Regions from separate parts of the Mus musculus genome. Here regions 1, 3 and 4 are each linked to region 2. A link is a contact called in public HiCAR-type and promoter capture Hi-C data. All regions are on one chromosome and are shown on one strand. Each heading gives the region's core, a stretch centred on a gene start, on an enhancer-like site or on the middle of the called end of the contact. The rest is flanking DNA. Distances are from core to core; before and after follow the strand shown.

Evidence for each region. Promoter capture Hi-C pulls out the DNA fragments that hold promoters and counts their contacts. HiCAR-type assays count read pairs that join an accessible place to other places.
Region 1: a contact with region 2 is called in a HiCAR-type map of astrocytes, with 2.7 times the contacts expected there. The contact joins the promoter of Stx18 here to the promoter of Man2b2 in region 2. A contact is called at or near these places in 3 of 39 promoter capture datasets (the C10 cell line, embryonic stem cells and liver), 1 of 115 datasets of contacts at active chromatin or transcription factors (astrocytes) and 1 of 9 other capture datasets (liver).
Region 3: a promoter capture Hi-C map of liver shows a contact between it and region 2, with 4 times the contacts expected there. The contact joins the promoter of Zbtb49 here to the promoter of Man2b2 in region 2. A contact is called at or near these places in 2 of 39 promoter capture datasets (liver and pre-B cells), 1 of 484 Hi-C or Micro-C datasets (the G1E-ER4 cell line) and 2 of 115 datasets of contacts at active chromatin or transcription factors (large pre-B cells and pancreatic cancer cells).
Region 4: a promoter capture Hi-C map of pre-B cells shows a contact between it and region 2, with 3 times the contacts expected there. The contact joins the promoter of Acox3 here to the promoter of Man2b2 in region 2. A contact is called at or near these places in 1 of 39 promoter capture datasets (pre-B cells) and 1 of 115 datasets of contacts at active chromatin or transcription factors (embryonic stem cells).

The regions. Positions count from the first base shown.
Region 1 is chr5:38,037,604-38,040,661 of GRCm38.p6, reverse strand. Stx18 (syntaxin 18) reads right to left here and starts at 1,432. Exons shown (of 11, transcript NM_026959.3): 1 at 1,163-1,432. The coding sequence starts at 1,330.
Region 2 is chr5:36,828,895-36,832,407 of GRCm38.p6, reverse strand. Man2b2 (mannosidase 2, alpha B2) reads left to right here and starts at 1,759. Exons shown (of 19, transcript NM_008550.2): 1 at 1,759-1,970; 2 at 2,634-2,780. The coding sequence starts at 1,833.
Region 3 is chr5:38,218,312-38,221,818 of GRCm38.p6, reverse strand. Zbtb49 (zinc finger and BTB domain containing 49) reads left to right here and starts at 1,365. Exons shown (of 8, transcript NM_029162.3): 1 at 1,365-1,496. It overlaps Lyar (Ly1 antibody reactive clone), which reads right to left and starts at 1,337. Exons shown (of 9, transcript NM_025281.3): 1 at 1,184-1,337.
Region 4 is chr5:35,581,448-35,584,909 of GRCm38.p6, reverse strand. Acox3 (acyl-Coenzyme A oxidase 3, pristanoyl) reads right to left here and starts at 1,876. Exons shown (of 19, transcript NM_030721.3): 1 at 1,776-1,876; 2 at 935-1,034. It overlaps 4931431C16Rik (RIKEN cDNA 4931431C16 gene), which reads left to right. Exons shown (of 4, transcript NR_045807.1): 4 at 1,336-3,462.

The DNA of each region.
Region 1 (3,058 bases), core at 183-2,682, 1.2 Mb before region 2:
GCTTCAACATTATCTGTAAACAGCCATTCATTGACTTGTGCATATATATATGTGTGTGTGTGTGTGTGTGTAATATTTGAGTATTATCTAGTCTGAGGGCCCATGCCTTCAATCTCAGCACTTGGGAGACAGAAGCAGTCACCTTTCTGTAAGATCAAGGCCAGCCTTGTCTACATGGAAAGACCCTGCCTCAAAAAGAGAAATATCAAGCAATGGATTATGTGCCAAGCAGAGGTGAGTTTACTGGAAAACCAATGAAACTTAAAGTTTAGATCCCCCAGATTTGTACCTTTCAATGCTTTGGGCCATTGTGTGTGTGTGTGTGTGTGTGTCTTTAAAAAGACAGGCAGACTGTATATGACCCCCTGGTACTCCAAAAATAACATTTACCCTAGTGTCATAGACACAAAGGGATATAATGCAAACAATCTTTTTTTTTCCTGTTTAGTGGAATCAATAATTGTTCATTCGTTCAACCATTCATTCATTCAAAGAATACTTACTAAGCAATATTGTCAGTAGCACATACAGAAATACTGTCAACATGTTCCTACCCTTATGGAAAAGATTTCTATGTTGGGGACACAGAAGCCGGTTGTGTCCAGAGAACAGGAAGCAGTTTAGAGGACAGTTACAACACTAGTGTTGCTTAAGTGTTGCCGCTCTGAAGGGAAAAGCTTTTACCCTACACTGGTGATGTCCTAAACCAATCTCAGGAGGTACTGAGTCCTACCTATGCCTGGAGGCAAGGATCAAGGAGCGTTCAGCTGAGCGTGGATTTTATTAAACCCTACGAGCAAGAGGAGGTCCAAACAGATTCGTGGAAGGGCGAGGGGAGATAGTGGTGAGCTTTGCGACAGGAAGTGTCAGACTGTGGGAACTCTTGGCGAACTCACTGCCTCAGAAGGTTATAACCTGATTTCAAGGATATCCAAGCACCTCTAACTTACTTCCTTCAGTGCCCAGATATGCGTCCCTTCGTGAGAATAAACCTGTCGCCACCCTGAGCCAGCTGTTAGGTCGGTGAGACAGACTCTCTGTCTTGCTAGAGACTCCCTGTCTTCACCGAGAGCTAAAGAGATAGGCCCAGTTTGGGGTCCAGGGGCCGCGGAGCGTATGCGCCCCTAGCTCCCGCCCGCCGTTCCCATAGCAACCAGCTTACCACTTCACGGGCCCGGCTGGAGAAGTCTCCCTTGGGCCGAGGGCTTCTGCGGAACAGCTCGTCCCGGCTGCCATCGGCCCCGCCACCCACGGCCACTCCCAGAGCCTTATTCCGCGTCTTCACTGTCTTGACGCTAGCCCGGAAGAGCAGTGTGATGTCCACCGCCATAGCGACCCGCAACCCAGGGCCTGAAGCCGGCCAGGCACACGTCAGCAGCTAGCGACCCCGGCAAGAACTCGGTTGCTGAGGGACGTTCCGATTTCGCACTCCTCCGCCTGGGAACTGTGAGCATAGAAGAAAGGTTCCGCACTCCGCCCGTGTAACGCGGAGAGTGGAGAAAGGTTCCGGCTTTAACCCAGAGCCGGAATTCTCCGTTCCAGACAGCTACCCGCAGTGCATCGGCACCCCTTTCTCCTCTCTGCAAAACTCAGCGGGATCAGACGCTCGGAGATTTCCCAGTCTGGACTTCAGGAACGAAAGCATCGGGAAGCTAGAAAGATCGCTCCCCTTATGATTCTTTAGGAGACGGGCGGGCGGTTTGGTTGACAGGTGGGGAGTATCACACTTTTGACTTTTGTCATCAAGGGATCGCCTTGAGTAACAATGAACTATGACCATCTGAGTTGCAGGAGCTAGGAAAGGGTACGTGTACAGAGGTAGGGGCCAGAGACCTTTTTTCTTCAACCTTCAGCCAGTTCGGTAAAGTGAAGCCAGCGCCTTTCTTGGAATGCACAGAGAATTAAACAGAATGTGTGTATAAAACGTCCTCGTGCTGTTTAACTCTTAGTATACAGCTAGTAGATGTTGCCGTTGTTGATAATATGGTTGTCCTCAGTCGTTTTGTTTTGTTTTGTTTTGTTTTGTTTTGTTTTTCGAGACAGGGTTTCTCTGTGTAGCCTTGACTGTCCTGGAGCTCACTCAGTATACCAGGCTGGCCTCAAACTCAGAAATCCGCCTTCCCCTGCCTCCCAAGTGCTGGGATTAAAGGCACGCGCCACCATGCCCTCAGTCTTCTTACTTATAATGTAGAAGAGGCTTAGAGCAGAGATCCCTGAGCGGGGATGTGGAGAGCAGGAACTTATCAGAGCCAGACGAAAGTGAAGCATTCTGAACTTCATGATATCATGTTAGGTTCCTCCTCAATAAGCACTTTTGAAAAGCGCTCTCTTGAATCATAGTTATCAAAGAGAAAGAATGAAATGGAGAACAGAGTTACGTAATTTGACTAAAGTCAGCTAGTAAAATTTTTCTGAGCACTTGGTTCATGGTTCATTTTATTTTTGTGTGCACCTTTCATTAAAAATACAATTATGCCACTTTCTCTCCTTCCCTTTTCTCCCTCCAGCCTCCTCAAGTCCTCTCCCTCCAATTTCTTCCATGTCTCCCAACTCAATCTCAAGTTGATAGCTTCTTCTTCTTTAATTATTATTGTTGCATATATGTGTAAGTATCCATGGATATGCCAGCACAATCTGCTGAAACTGTTGTTATTGTGTATGTGTCTATGGCTTCAGGGATAATCACGTTGTATTGGACAACCAATTAGAGGGTTCTTCCATGGGATAGGCTAACTTCCCTCTCTCAGCAGCCATAGTTGCCTGTAGTTTCTTGTCCAGGAGTGTGACCCCCATGGTTTAGTTTTAGTTCAATATCAATTTCTCTGGGTTTTGTTTTCCTTATAAAAGGAAGCACACTAAGATGTGTGCTAAAATTAGGCTTTTAACAGTCATCAAGATGAAAAGCTAGTTTCATAATAATCCTAGGATCACATTTGCCTTTACACTTGCATGTTCTAATCAGCTGTATGGTTGAGTTTTCCAAGAGACACTGATCTTACAATAAGCTAATTGCAGAGCAGCTGTCTTCCATTAAGCCAGACTTAAAAGAGAATTGCAA
Region 2 (3,513 bases), core at 510-3,009:
GGGTACCTAGGCCTCCATATTTGTTGAGCTATCCCTGAAGTCAGAATTCACCACCTGCTTCAGTTCGGGGATATTCTCACCTCCAGAGCAGACGTCAGTGCTCTGGGGAAGCAGTGAAGCATGTTGGTGCTCCCAGAGATGAGTAACGAGGAACTGAGCTCAGATCCCAGCAACCATGTAAAAGCTGGGTACCGTGTTGAGAATCTGTAGCCCCAACACAGGAGGCAGAGACAGGAGGCCCCTGGAGCGACTGTCTGGTCAACTTAGCCAATCAGAGAACTCCAGGTCCAGTGAGACATGGTATTTCAAAACACAAGGTACAGCGTGATATAGGAAGATACTCAGCATCAACCTCTGACTTCCACACACATGCACACAGCATGTACATACACCACACAAAAAATAAAACACGGTACAACATTCTAGCTTACGACAATCCAAACATACACTAATGTGATGCTCATATGTTGAGAAATTATGGAAGGAAAATATTAAATATTTGTTTTTGAGAGTAAACCATTGTTTCTGTAACAGCATAGATGTTGTCTATTTGCTGAAAAACAACGCAATTCACAGCATATCTGAACCAAAATGTTCTGGGTGGTGTTTGCTGCATAGAGTGTCAGCCTTCACAGTGCAAAGCGCTAGTGCCATGTGTTCAGATCCAAGGTGGCAGTGACATCATCTGAAGTACCATGAGTGAGCACCGCCAGAAATACCTCCGATTCTTTAGGTTTGAGTGTGTTACTAGACATTCGAAAACTTTACCGTTGCCAAAATTTTTGCAGCCCCACATATGTGGTCACAACACACATAATTTAAGAAGCTATGATTGGGCTGGAGAGATGGCATAGCAGTTGACAGCGCTGGTTGCTCTTCTAGTGGACCCAGGTCCCATCCATAGAACCCTTGTGGTGGTCCACATCCCATTGGCTAACATTTGTCATGCAAAGGAGGCTGGGAAATGTAGTCCACCTGAGTCCTAAAGCGGTGGCCGCACAAGTTGGTAAATGGCTGCCCACTTCTTCATGGAAAGGTCTGACCTCTTGTGGAATCTAGAGGTCTCAGGTCCGTGGACAGGATAGAGAGGGATCTGAGCTTGCTCAAAGAACAGCTTGGGTTTTGGTCGCATTTGCTGAAGGGCAAGTGACAAAACAGGCTAGTCAGAGTCACACCTCTGGCCCCACCACAGCCCAGAAAACCCCAAACTATAGACCACCTGCTGGCCACGGAGGAGCTACAGAGGTGATTCAGGGAACTGCTCTCTTACCAATTGTAAAGTCACCAGTTTTAATTGGCTGAGAGATGGGGACTTCATTCATTTAGATCCCATGTCCCTAGCAACTCATGCCTCCTCTATTATCACATCCCATTTTATGGGGATCAAAGAGATTAAACATCTGCCCCAGCTCACCATCCAAGACCCCAGATTTGATTCTGAACCTACCAACCCTGACCCTTTCGTCGCTGTGTCTGTAAAAAGCCAGTTTCGCTTCCTTAAAATGAACTAAAAAATTTCAAGTCAAGCCACCCTGAGGCTAGAGGTCTGCGTCGGAGAGCGTGTTATCCTGGAAGGTTTCCCTCTGTGTAGACAACAGCGGTCTCCAAGTCTGGAGGTAGTGGCCTTGAGCTGCAAGACCACCATATAGGGACGAAAGCTGCAATACACACTCTAGCCGACAAGGGGCGCCGTACCACACAAAGCTCGTGCCCTGCCCGTGGCTGGCAGCGCTCGCGCATTCCTGCCGACAGGCGGCGCCGCGGGTCCCGGACCCGGAAGTGGACCGCTCTACCCAGGACCCGCTGCCCTGGCAGCGTCCCACTGCCCAGCAATGGGGCCGCTGCGCTGGCTGCCGCTACTCGGCCAGCTGTTGCTGTTGTGGCCGCGGGCAGCTCAGCCCGCCGGCCCGATCCGGGCCTTCGTGGTGCCCCACAGTCACATGGACGTGGGCTGGGTCTTCACGGTCCAGGTAAGTTGGAGCGTTCCTGAGCTCCTTGCACAGTAACTGCCTCCTGCGGAGTGCACCCGACCCAGCCGGGAAGAGAGGCGACCTGGGCTGCAGCACCCCACCCCACCCCCCAGCCTGATCCCCTGCAGTCTGAGCCTCAGCCTCGGGCTGGCCACTTCCTGCCTCGGAGTCCTGATGGCATCTATCTTATTAGACGGTCCCTGCAAAAGTTAAGGCAGAGGAGTGTGTCCCCAAAGTGTGGATTGACAGGTAGCCAGTCTCAGGAATAAGCCTGGAGTACCTTGGGTGGGGTAGGTTTCCAAGCAGGTGGATGTCAGCTGACTACAGGCAACTGGGCTGGCCCTCTGTGGTGCTGACATGAGGGCTAGCCAGTTCAGCTTCCTCTTCACACTCCTACCCAGCCAGATAAGCTTGGTATGGGGCCTGTAACCTCGAGGTTCTTTCTGTTCAAGACCTTGGACAGAGCGGGCAGGGAGAGGCTTTCTGTCCACTGGCTCAGGTTCCTTGTCTATAAAGAGAAAGTGGTGATTCCTGCCACATACCCCTAGGTCTGAGTACACTGGAGGTGTTAGGCACCAGGGTACTTGGTCTCTTGTACTTCTCTTTGGTCCTTTGGACTCATCACCACCCTTGGGGCTGTTGTGATGGCTTCTGCCTCCCCAGGAAAGCATGAGAGCCTATGCAGCCAATGTCTACACTACCGTGGTGGCGGAACTGGTCCGCGGAGGGCAGCGGCGCTTCATCGCCGTGGAGCAGGAGTTCTTCCGGCTGTGGTGGGACGGTGTGGCCTCTGAGCAGCAGAAACAGCAGGTAAGGTGGGGACAGGAGTGTCAGGACATGGGTCCCTAAGGTATCCGAAGTGTGAGAGGAAAGTTCCAGGAGGAGACTAGATAGGGAGTTCCAGATGTGCTCAGGAACATGCTAGCTGTAAAGACAAAACAACAACAACAACAAAAACTAGGCTTGTGGTCAGGGCCACTGCCCATAGACAGGGTGACGTCATCTTTCTGTCTGTTCTTGGTAGGGGACCGGACATACCCCTAAGCTAGGCTAGCATTTCTCCCAAAAGGCAACAGGAATTGGTGCTTAATCAACACCCAGGTGAACTTTGTCCCCTCCCCTATCTGCACACACTGACTCTCCCCTGCCCCTGGCTGGCCGTGTTTGGAACCCCTGTGGCTCTGTGACAGCTTAGTGTCACACAGTACAGAGAATGTGGGCAGGCTGGTGCCTGATCCTGCCACTGGCATCTGTAAGCATGGCTTTCTCTTCTATAAGACAAGATAGCCTGCTCCCCGCCCTCAGACAGCTCATGCCAAGGATTCTGAAGAGACACTTGGGGCTTGCCATTGGCATGTACCAGCTCTGGGGGATTGTTGCATAGACTTACAGGTATAGCCTGGCAGCTACCTCAAGGGTTTATAGTTTATGAATAAACAGGTATGGTTCAGAAACAGGGCTGTCTGACTTTAGAGCCTGCCTCTTCCAATGGGGTCTGTCTCCAACCCTCTGTGAAGGGTGTGGCTTTTGTGTAAAGCCCTAG
Region 3 (3,507 bases), core at 116-2,615, 1.4 Mb before region 2:
TGGAAGAACAGCAAATACTCTTAATCCCTGAGCCATGCCTCCAGCCCCCTACCTTGTCTCTCTCTCTCTCTCTCTCTCTCTCTCTCTCTCTCACTGGGAGTTTATTAAGCGAGCTGGATAGAGAGCCACAGGGTTCTGTCACCACATCTTGCTTTTTAACCTGGGTTCTGGGCATGGAAATTCATGTCCTCATGCTTGTGTGTCAAGCACTTTACAGACTGGACTATCACTTGTTTAACTCATGTACACACAGAGACAATATTTGCCCTAAAACCAGGCCATCTTAAAGGCCAGGCAGGCAACTGCTCCCTTTAAACTTCAATTTCTCCCCATCTCTGAAATAGGGAGTCGGCCCACTATAACTAGGCACAAGCTCCTTCCAGAATTCCTAGAAATCACAGGTACACTAAAAGATAAAAAAACAGCACATATCTCCACCCTCTTGGGACCCCAGGGGAAGACTATGAGTGGGCCACATGTTTCCACTGAAGCTCAAAGAATCCAAGCCATGCCCCTGCTTCGGTAGAGGCAGTTCAAGTCTCCTCACCACAGCTTCATATGAATAACTTGCAGGTGTTAGGCACTACGGTAGACACTAAACTCTTGACACAATTTGAGCAGGCTTCATATCCCTGGGCTTCGCTGGGCAGAAGCTAGGCTTTCGGGCACATAGACCCCTATCATCTCTCTTACCTCTATCTCCTAGGAGGTAGCTGCTGCAGGAAAAATCCTGACACATGCTGAGCAACCACTATACGCCAAGCCTTTTACCCCTGTAAACTTCACACACACCCTAAATTAGATTCTCTGGTATCCCTTTTGGACAGACGTGGAGCTGGGCACCACTAGGTTAAGTAGCTTGTATCTAGATCGATATTTGGGGGTTCGCGGGCACTTAGGTCTTTGGTCCTCTGAGCTCCAGGAGCCATAAGGTCCTTCCTCCGGACCTAGTTCTCGAGCCTCAGAGAAAAGCCCTCTCCCCATCAGCCAGCAGGTCTATAAGCCCTGTGCGCTGAGGACTAACCGTACCATCTGGCCGGCCCCGAGTGCCGGACTAAAAACCGGGATGCAATATCTCCAGGAACTCAAAAGGCTAGGTTTTGCCCGCGAGCGAGTCCTCAAGGAAGGCAGCCATGCCACCATCGCCCTTCCTCCATGTCCCGGGGCTCCAAGCAGTTCTCACCTGTCAGCCGACCCCGCCAACGGTCTCAACCGGCCGCCGGGAGCACGTGGAGCGGCAGCCACCCAGCGTAGCACCGCCACCGGCTCGCCCAGCCACCCCGCGCAGAACTCAATCCCGGCGGCGCGCGCCAACGCGCGTGCGCGCAGAGGCCACGCCCCTCCCAGACGGAAGTGACGGCGGCGGAAGTTGCCGATGAGCTGCCGAGGGGGCGTTGTCGGAATGGTTCCGAGGCGGTTGGAGTCCTGCAGTTGACACCGAGAGTGCGACGAGAAAGGGTGTCAGGGAGGCGGCCGGGCGAGAGCGGCCTCCGCGGGTAAGGCGGCCCGGGACACTCGACTCCCGTGGGTTGGCGCGGGTAGGGTGCGCGCGGCTTACTCGCAGCGCTGTGTGATGGGGCTCGGCGGAGCACAAAGCTAAGCTCCGGGCACCGGAGCCGGGCCTCCTCCTTCCTGCAGTCACCCTTGCTGCGGTCTGCGCCGCTCTTGGTGTCTGCGTCGCCCCGAGATAGGAGAGGCGCTTATTTCCCCGGGCCCCTAAGCCGCCCCCTGCCTCACTCACCGCGTGATCCTAGGTGCCATGGTGTTCCATCTGTAGGATGCTATTACTGCAGCGCCTACTCCTCGGGACCACGGCAGGTGCTGGGCGCGCCTCTGTGGGAAAGACAGCATCTGGTATACGTTAGTGGGCACTGTTGCTTAAATGACTGAATGAACGTCCAGCAGGCTATGAACAGTATTGTGAGAAACCTCAACCCAGGCGTGGGCGTTTGTTGGTGACAGAGACGTCTCCTGTTTGCTGTGGCTCCTAAAGCAAGGGACAACAGATGAGGTGGTTCAGATGAGAGAGCTTTAGTTTCTCACACTTCTAGAGGACGGCGGGCCATGAATGTGGTGTCATCGGGTTTGCTTGCTTTAGAGGACTGTCCTGGCTTACTGGTGGTCACTCTTGCTGTATCCCCACACAGTCTTCCCTCTGTGCCATCGCAGCTCAGGCATTTCTGCCACAGAACCCATCCGAAGAGGCTCTTTTTAATTTTTAAAATACAGTTGCCTTCTTAAGGGTGTAATTGCTACAGGTATTCAAATTCTGAGGTTCTGGAGAACGCAACGGAATGCATAAAGAGCCCATTAGGTGGTATGCCCTTGTAACACCAGCACTGGGGAGGTGGCGATAGGTGGATTCCTGAAATCAGTGAGCCTCACACCTCAGTAAGAGACCCTTTCTCAAAAAAAAACAAGGTGGACGACTCCTGAGGAACAATGCCTGAGGCTGGCTTCTGGCCTCCACACATATGCACCCTTGTCTACACAAAACATGCACATATATCTGCACATACATTCAGAAAAAGGCATAAAGATAGGCACAGTAGTTAACAACGCCTAAGGACCCCTGTAAAGCTTGATATAAACAGCTTCAGGGCAAACCTCCCACAAATCATCCACCAGTGTTAACTGCCTGACAGAATTACCCCACCAAACTCTGCCGTGGGAGCCTTTTGGTTAAAATTCTGGTGTGGGCTCCTCTTCCCTTCATTTACCTCATCCAAGCTTTTCCCCACCCCCCACTTCTCCTTGCCTTTCTCACCATGGTATTTGCATTGTTTGATGTCTTTCACAGTGATCTTTCTGCTATCATATTCTTGGTTTCAATTTTAGCTTACAGAACTAGAAGGAACCGTACAGTTCTCTAGTTCCACAGGGTCGCTCTATTCTCAAACTACATGCTGAGCACCTGTGAGGCGCCAGACACTTGCAGGTGTCAGAGCTATAGCAATCAGCGAAGGAGATGTGAGCCATGTCTTTACCATGTAAAGACGGTTGCGTTTGCCGGCTAGGCTGAGCCCCCTAATAGTTCAGTCAGCTGTGAACTTGTCAGTGGTTCATCCTAGTGAGGAAAATCACGCCCTTGTGAGCCTCGCATTTGAACTCTCCTCCTGCACTGAGGACTAAGTCTTGAACTCTTATCATCTTTTTGGAAATACTTCATATCCAAACTATAATTTAGTGTGGGAGGGTCCCCACAGGAGTTACAGCAAGTAGGGGGAAACAGTCACAGTGCGGTAAGAATAAAATCCGATCAGCTCAGTTTTGTAACCAGAGCTGGGCCAGGCCAGGACTTCCAGCGTCTGACCCAGATCATTTTACTTTACTCATATTTATGCACAGCACAATTTGGGGGTGGGGGGGTTCTGATAACAGTTACATCAATCCCAAGTGCACAACAATTTTAAGACATGTTTACATTGAGATTCTTTACAAAGTATATCTGGCTTCTTTCACAAGAATGGGTACTGTTAATTTAGAAATAGTGCCCAGTGTCTAGGA
Region 4 (3,462 bases), core at 627-3,126, 1.2 Mb after region 2:
CTAAAACAAAGCTTTCTTAAGTAACTTCTGTCAAGTGTTTTGTAACAGCAACAAGAATAGTAACTAGTGCACCCACATTTTTTAAAAAAACAAACATATTTATGGGGGCTGGAGAGATGGCTCAGTGGTTAAGATCACTGGCTGCTCTAGGAGAAGACCTAGGTTTGGTTCCGAGCCCCCCACATAACAGCTCACAACTAAAGGATGCCACCCTTTCCTGGCCTCTGTGGGTATTGTACCCATAGAGTCATATACATGCACGTAGGTGAACACATAAAATAAATGTATGATATAAATATACGTCATGCATGGATATGTATACACATATGTATATGTATATCTCCCATACCAGGCACTATGTACACCATAATCAAAATACTTCTGAGGCAGAGGCAGGAGGATCAGACATTACAGGCAGTTTGAGCTACATGAGACTCTGAGTAAAAAAGGAACCTTTGAGCATGTTGTCACTCACTCTCACTTCTTCTTCTTCTTCTTTTTTTTTTTTTTTTTTTTTTCCTGAGACAGGGTTTCTCTGTATAGCCCTGGCTGTCTTAGAACTCACTTTGTAGACCAGGCTGGCCTCAAACTCAGAAATCCACCTGCCTCTGCCTCCCAAGTGGTCACTCACTTCTTAATTAGCATGCCACAATAGTTCAATGAGAAGGAACCATTTTTGTGACAACTGTGGAGAGGACAAAGTTCTCATACTCAAAAATCACCTGCCCTGGCACAGATTCATAGGTAATGAGAAAGTGAATTTCTTCTTAATTAAAAACATCGATGGCAAAGGAGCAAGGTGCTTTGGTCTAGATCCCAAAGATCCCAAGCCACATGAGGCTACCAACACAGCCACACTGGTGCAGATCAAACAAACAAAGCCCACAGAGCCAAGCTGCCTCAATAATACAGTTTACCAATTCTGTGAACTTACCGACCTGCTTTGTCCCCGTTTCTCAGAAGCAACGATAACTCTGCACACGGGGCAGTGTCTGCCACGTTCCTGGGACTCAAATCAGGCACTTGTGATGTTCCTGAGGTAAATGACAGTTTCATTATCACTGTTCTGACACAACTTTCCTCCAGTCCTTTAGTCTATTCAAAATAAAAAATTATGAGGCCCTAGTTTTGGTCTGAAGTCCTATATGGATGTCCCCTACAGACCAGACCCAACCAACATAGAGTCATTAACATCACACATTGTGTTATCAGACTGAAACTTTCAGGACACCTGGGAGATTGGTACCACCTGACCTTACGGTAAGGATTTCCTTCCTGCTTCAGTCTTACAACAAAGTAGCAGATGACCTGACCTTGTTTCTGTTCCTCTTCTAGGTCCCGCTTTTAAGAGTCAGTGTTATGTTGGCATAATGGACTGACCCATGATGCCAAGACTGAGTCAGGAGGATAGCGTTCGAGGGCAGCCGGATCAACTGAGACTCAAACGGAGAACTAAGGTTTCAGGTGTAGATCAGCGGTAGCGCACTTCCTTAAGAATTCGCTAAGTCCACAATGCACTTGAGAAGTATAAATAGTGTCCTGCCCGGGCACAGTAGGGAGCAGTCCTCAGACACTACAAATTCAACTTACAAGCTAACTTTGTTCTGTCTTGGGATACCTCCCGGCCGCCGAGCAGATTGTAAAAAGCTGCGGTCAGTTCGTTCTCCCGCTAGCGAGTATGATGTCAGGCAGAGTGCAAACGCCAGCAGTCACCCCAGCCTGAGCTCCTGCAAACCCTTCCTGTCTGGAATCTCCCGGGCCCGGCACGTCCTCACCTCCCGGATCCAGCTTGGGATTCGTGGTCCTAGTCAACCCGGCGTCTGGAGGACACTATTTATCAGGAATATCCTGACTTCTGAGGGCGGAGCAAGCTGGTGGTGCCGCCCCGCCCCACCCCGCCCCATCCCGGACATCATCCCTCCCTTGACTGGGGTTGCTGCCGGCTGAAGCCTTGCGTCATCATTCTGAGCCGCCCCGTCGCCAGGGAAACGCGGACGCTTCCGAGAGCTCAGCTCAAATGCGGTTCCGGGTTTAGAGTTTAAAGGATTTCATTCCGGTTGCCTTCTCCCGGGTTAGATGCTTCGGGCTTATTCAGAAACCGCCTTCGGTCAGAGCTGTCGTGTTTAGGTCCAGGCCTCTCGTGGCTCTGGGAGCACTTCCAGGAGAGTTGGACCGCGGATCCATTAAGATGCACTTTACTCAGAATTGCTCCTAATTTTCCAGATGGCTTCCTTGCTAGGCACTCCTAAATAGTGCTCGAGTTGGCAGATTCCCAAAGTCACTACAGAACTGCTCAGCGCACCCCTGGCTAGGAGTTTCTGAGCAAATATCTGCTTGTCCAGCCAGGACTTTCATCATTGTGGTACAGCTGAGAGGAAATGTGTGCCTGCATGGGTACAGCTGATACCTTTGAAAAGGACTAAAATGATGGATAATGGAGTTAGGGCCAGAGAAAGATGCTGAATTCCGTTTCAGAGACAGACTTAAGGCATTGGGATCAGACACAAGTGGACTCTGCCGCTGCCAGCTAAGGCTGGGAGCTGCTTGCCTTACTGCATAACTACTTTGTCCGCAGCAATTACTGCATTTATGGCTCTGACTCAGAACACACTTGCAGTCACAGGTGTCAGTGGGGCTTTCCTATTGGAAAGTAGGGAGTCCTGCACATGGGTCATGAACTCATAATGGAGAGGACTGACTCCAGAAAGAGGTCCTTCAATCTCCAGGAACATTCCCTGGTACATTAGTGCCTGCACACACTATACAATTATTATTATTATTACTAATAATAGTACTAATAATTATTAATAATAATAATAGCAAAGGGAAATGACTGAAGGGAGGGCAGCCTAAGGAATATGATTGCTCCCACCATAAACAGTCACCAAATAAACTCAGATAAACCAAGAACAAATGCATCCTTCTCACCTGGGGTGCAGTTGTCACAGGGCCTCCCACCACCAAGCAGGGGAACCTGGCAGCAAAGGCAGAAGACAGCAGCCACCAACCCTGGATGCCTTGCTCTAGTCTAGCCTAGAAGTTTCCGGAAACAGAGAAGCACTCCTACCCAGTCACCTTCATAGTGCCTGAACAGCTGGTAAGATTGTCTTCTGCCTTTCTGAAGAGTCTGAATGGGCAGTCAGTCTCCACCGGCATTTACAACCTGAACTCTGTCATTGCAAGGAGTCCTTGAGTTCACAGGGCTGCTCAGAATGGCCTGCAAGCATGCATGCTATTGTTTTTCCAAAGCCAGAGAGAAACAAGGTTTCCTCATTACAGAATTCACTCACTACAGAATTCATATGTATCTCACAAGTTCTGTCCAAGCACAGCTAATAAGTCAGATTCCTGTGTTAACATGAGGAAAACATTGCTTCCTTGGGAATTATCAGTTTAGATGAACTGTGGGGAGATTGACTCCCTAAAATTAAGGTTTTCCTCAGCAACAATGGCATTGTTATC